Linked DNA regions of Mus musculus: region 1 is linked to region 2. The links are chromatin contacts, called in public Hi-C maps. All regions are on one chromosome and are shown on one strand. The core of a region is the stretch at or near the end of the contact, and the rest is flanking DNA. Distances in the headings are between cores, read along the strand shown.

Region 1 (2,700 bases), core at 57-2,556, 320 kb before region 2:
TCATACTGACAATCCAGTAATTTATAAATTCACGGGTGGGACATACTTTGGGCCCTAGGAAGATGGCCAATCTTGTCACCCATTGTTGTGGGCCACACTGCATTTGTCATTGTGTGTGCCACACTGCACATGTTGTTGATGAAATGTCTAACCTGAGTTACTCAGAAAAGTTACTTTGGACTAAGAGAAAAGTCAGTGTCTTTTGTGACCTTTTCCTGTTTTACATCTTACACAAAAATTAATAAAAGTAAATAGTTATGTATTAATTTATTAATTTAATTTTTACCTGCTGTGTTCCCAAGTGCTGTAGTGCTGTAGCAGAAAAGTGCATCTAGAAATAGAGTGTCTTTCTTTTGTTACACATTCTTATATACACATACACACACACACAATTGTTGCATCTGATAGAAATTATCTGTAGGGTCTTGGTTAATGTCATAATCATTTCAGTTTCTTTTGTGTTTTCTGTCTCATCATCCATGTGGATACTAGAGACCCTTGAAGAAGCCCTGTCCTACCATGCACAAGTGTCATATATCTGATCCTCTGGGATCATGTGTGGCAGTTTCATGGCCATTTTGGGTGTGCCAGCATTTGAATGTGGAGTGAGATTTAACACACCCTGCTCGATGGTAGACAAGGCTTCTACGTTATGTAAACACTGAATGTCAAACCTGGGTCTTTGAGAAGTTGGGATAAAATAAAACCTATTGAGGTTAAAGTAGATTTATTATGAGTTGGGGTTCCCATTGCCAATATCCAGAAAAAGACTAAGGAGATTTGAAGGAATTGGTTTTCTTAAGGGTTAACAGACATGGTAGTTTTAATTTATTCAATATTGAGGGACTAGTCATGAAGGAGACTCAATTGACTGAAAATTAAATACCTGGACTGAAATTAATAGTTTGTAATTCAGTTCTTCCATATATATGTATACGTATGTATGTGTGTATGTGTGTATGTATGCATGTATGTATGTATGCATGTATTATACACTATGCATAGTCTGTATCATCTCTCTTTAAGCGCATTAAGCATTTAAACATCATGCCACTAGGTGTCAGCAGTAATCTCCTAGGGTTTCCGTGACCCTTGTCACAAAAAGGAACTTTATTAGAACATCATATTTGAAAACAACACTTATCTCATAATTTTAATGAAATATAAAAGTAGAATTGTAAAGATATAAAGTCTTATGAGATTATTTTATGCTTGTTTCTGCTCAAAGTTACTGTACCCTTCCTCTTGGTGTTTCTTATTTCAATATACTTGTAAGGTCTGCACATCTTCTCAGAAAGTGTACTTGATGTTACACCCTCCATTTCCACAGGTGTGCCCTGTGGTGCATACATTATGTATTGCATAAGCATTGGCTCTTTGGATTTTTATTTTCATTGTCATTGCAGATGTGTGTTTTGTAGCTACCAAATCTCAGAAGAGAGTGTGGCATTAATTTTTGAATACCAATACCTGTACCCTGCTCATTTACTAATGCCTAAGATATTCAGAATCTGTTTTGTTATTGCATGGAACTCAGAACATTTAGGAAGACAACACACTAATTGTGAATGCTTTCTCACCAATTGACAAAACAGCATGGAGATAGGAAAACTATATGTTCTGTGAATTGCAATCCACAATTTAGGCCTTAACAAGGTAGGTAAATATTTATAGACGTTAATAACAAACTATAGCTTGTCAGTGTTCAATGGATGGAATTTATTTGTTGATGCAGTTCTTATCTGGTTAGATTACTTCACATTAGGAGGACTCAGTCTAATCTTTTGGATTTTTGGTGCTAGGATCCTATCCTGAATGACTGTCTATCAACCAAATACCAAGCAGTTTTTATAAATAGTAAAAAAAAAAATAGACTTCTTTCCATCTCTCTTGTTCAGAAAATTTTTGATGTAAGTTGCATTTAAAAACATTTCAACAAAGGCTGTTAAAAGAATATAAAGAGAATTTCTCCCTCAAAGAAAATTCTAACAATGACTCTTCTAATATAAAGTTGCCTCTGCTTCATCCTGAAGTTATTCATTTGTGAGTTTTTAATTTAACTTGTAAGAGAAACATCAAGTTTACTGGAGTTTCGTATCCATTTTAGTAGTAGTAGAAGACTGTGCCGAGATTTTCCCCAACACCGAGGCTGTTAGTTTTAATTATATTCACAGGTGATGAAATCATGCTCCAATTATTTGACCCATGAAATGACCCCACCAGGACTTGATACAGGGGGCAAGTGCTGTGGATACATGAGAAGCACATCATTAGCCAACCTTGAACCTGGGGCCGAAGTGTGCAGCTTACTGGCTCTGTAATGGCCCTAAACCGTGATTCCCCTATTTAATCCCTTAAAAGAGGTCATTGCTGAGATCTGATAGGGCATCTATCATCCATCTGTCTGCTCATGACGTAGATGGAATAGAGATACTGCCAATTTCAACCTAGCTCCACAGTATGCTAACTCTTGCTTCATATCCATGTACATATTTCTCCTTTTTAATTGTAACTCATTATTGAGACTGTATGGCTACATCTTTTCTTGTTATGTATGGCAATTTAGTGCATGTATGCAGTATATTATAATTTAATACAATTGATTTCTTCATTCCTCGTTTTTATGTGTTGGGAATTTCATGTCCTGTGGTCATTGTGAAGTGTGTCCTATGATGTTTATTCATTGGTATCTCTACAATG
Region 2 (2,700 bases), core at 197-2,696:
ATTTCCTTCAAATGTTATCTAAAATTATATTCTCTCTTCCTGCAGTGTGTAGGTCTCTGACCTGAATCCTGTGGGATTTGGAGAATTAACATAGACATTATCCTATCCACGGAATGACCTAAATTCCTCACAGGCTAGAGAAGGATTTTAGTGTTAATTATTTCTACTGTATCATAACTACAGTTGACTTTCAATAAAAGTAGTGCTGAGGAATATGAATCTCTCAAATGAACTTTCAGAGTAGGTTCCCATGAATTTCCCTGGTTTTAAATGCCTTTACAGTGAAGATTTGGAAACACTTTGACAATAATATTTCTCTGTCTGGTAAAAGACCAAATGGTTTTAGGTGATAAGCTCTTTCTTAAAGACAAAATAGATTGCTAAATAGTATTGAAAATCATAAGTGAGCAATTTTTATGATTTGACCCAATTTTTATGATTATACCTGCTGGATTGGCTTTGCACTCATCCTTCAAAACAGTGGTTTTGTTTGTTTCTTTCTTTCTTTTGTTATTTTCACAATTATCTCCTGTGTATTCATTATTATTATATGAATCTTCCCATAGAGACAGAATTTACATAGTTGATGTCAGGACTGTGAACACATCATCTATAATGGGATCAATTCTGTTGTTAGAATTCCTCTCAGAATGCTTTGTTTGGCGTTCTTTAAAAGCTTCTCGTTCATATGACATTTAGTGCAATGGGAAACAAATCTCAAGGTTCCCAGACAGTTTTTAGGTTTTATGCTCTTCCTGCAATGGGGGTTAGATCATAGTAGCTGCCACTTTGCCATTTTTCTAAATGGGCACAAAACACAAACTTAGAGAAAAAATGGGATTAAAGTTCATCATGACTGAGTAAACTTTGACATGAAAAAGAATTTCTTGCTGAGACAGTTATTTTAACTCAACAACTTATTGAAATAGATTATAGGGCTCCAAGATCCCAAGCGCCTTGAAAAAACATTAAATTAAAAGAAATTGAGGTTTATAACCAATGTAAACATAATCCACATTTTACTTTTAAATTCATATGCCTCAATGTAATTTGTTGATAGTGACAGCAATGGACATAAAAGCAATTTAATATCTTTTTTGAGCTATATGGAATTTGTACATTTTTCCGGTCAAAGGTTTAAGAGTTTTGTTTTTCCCTCAGAACAGATATTTATGGTAAAGACAAAGCAAAGGAGTTTGACTCCTGAAACTGGGAGGAATTCCAGACAACACAAAATTCAGACATGTGAGGTTGGTGGGAACTGGCTTACCAGTTCTGATTCCAGTATGAGCTGGGGTTATCAGTAATGTATATGATCCTTTGCCAAGTGCTTAGCTCACAATCATACATCCCTATTTTTCTTGCCATATCCATGATGACAGTGTGAGGGGAGGTACTGTGATCATAGTTCCCTACTTGACAAAAGAGAAACCTGAGCATGGTACCATTCAGTGAGAAGCTAATGTTGCATGACTAATTTTTATGAGTCAAGGTTTCCCTTGAAGCCTTGCTCCAAAACCTATTTTTTAACCATTGTTCTTTACTGTTTCTTGAAGTAATGTCAGAAGGACTATTGAAGCTATAATATCAGTGGTTATTTCTAAGTGCAGTGCATGATATGCACATGGGGTAAAGGCGTGACAATCCCAGCCATTCATCATTGTATAAGTTCCTCCATAGGACAGAATTCTTTTGTAATGGTTTCTGAACTGATTTTCACAATTCCAGCCAGATGAACCATTGCAGTGAAAAGGTCAGAATGTCCATTAGACATGGGTGTTATCTGAAAAGACTAGATTACTTCCTAACTTGATTGTTCCAGCAAATGAGGGCTTTCCAATGGCTGTACCACAGCCCTCTGAGTATTGTTCATTGAGACATAACAACTTTACCACTGGGTCTCTAGCTGAAGCACAGATTCCCAACCTGCATGGTGAGGTCTCCTTCTGGTTCTCAGATTTTGGAATGTGAATCCCATTGTGCAACCTGACTTTTAACTCTGGCTGTGTTAGAGTCACCTGGAGATTCTCAAAAGTAATGAGAGTTAAAAAAAAAAAAAGCAAGTCTTGATATTTTCCTCTGCATATTTTTACCTGGCATAAAATGAGTACAGCAGATTAAAAAGAGAAAACTTACTAACAAATTCCAGTGTGCAGATTGATTTAAGAATTCTGTCTTTATAAAGTTCGGTCTATTGAGATTTCATTTATTGTAGCTCTTGGTGTGGTTAGGTGGGCTCTCTGATTTGTCGGAAGAATGTCTCCTTGCACAGCCTGTGAGTAATCTTCTTTCTTTACTTCAATATAATTTGCACATGTTGAATTTGAATTCTGTTGTGGTATCATTTAAATGTGATATGCATGGATTTAGGACAGGACTTCAGGATTTATAAAAACTTATTCAGATAATTACAATGTTATTAACTATATTTACCTCCGTCTCCCAGAAATCTCACTGCAAAATATTTTGTATTAGTATAAAATTATAGGGGATTTAAATGACCATTATCATGGGATGGATATTTTTATTTTGTGTGCTTCTAACTTTGTGAGACCTTTATTGATCCTGGATACTAATTCCCTGTTATATGTATAACTGGAATTTTTCCTCTTATTCTGTAGGATGTTTCTTTATTCTGGAATTTTCTTGCTCTAAAGCCTCTTCTAATTCAATGCAATCCTGTTCATCCTTTTCAGAAAT

Evidence for each region. A called contact is a pair of places that touch in the nucleus more often than the background predicts.
Region 1: a Hi-C map of CD8 T cells shows a contact between it and region 2, with 4 times the contacts expected there. The contact joins two enhancer-like sites. A contact is called at or near these places in 1 of 39 promoter capture datasets (the C10 cell line), 4 of 15 datasets of contacts at CTCF or cohesin (CD8 T cells, the G1E-ER4 cell line, large pre-B cells and 1 more), 131 of 484 Hi-C or Micro-C datasets (the 3T3-L1 cell line, 3T3-L1-derived adipocytes, the AML12 cell line and 76 more) and 9 of 115 datasets of contacts at active chromatin or transcription factors (the 230-238 cell line, CD8 T cells, PVALB interneurons and 5 more).

Annotation. Positions count from the first base shown.
Region 1 is chr8:81,477,810-81,480,509 of GRCm38.p6, forward strand. The region is part of intron 2 of Inpp4b (inositol polyphosphate-4-phosphatase, type II); the gene reads left to right. Among named protein-coding and RNA genes, the nearest start is that of Gm51582, 140 kb to the left of the region's middle. Within about 2 kb of position 1,307, at least 6 of the 459 cell types and tissues checked have an H3K27ac peak or open chromatin away from gene starts, as enhancers often do. A contact at or near this core is called in CD8 T cells and regulatory T cells, where this site is marked.
Region 2 is chr8:81,799,560-81,802,259 of GRCm38.p6, forward strand. The region is part of intron 7 of Inpp4b (inositol polyphosphate-4-phosphatase, type II); the gene reads left to right. Among named protein-coding and RNA genes, the nearest start is that of Gm25267, 350 kb to the right of the region's middle. Within about 2 kb of position 1,447, at least 13 of the 459 cell types and tissues checked have an H3K27ac peak or open chromatin away from gene starts, as enhancers often do. A contact at or near this core is called in CD8 T cells and regulatory T cells, where this site is marked.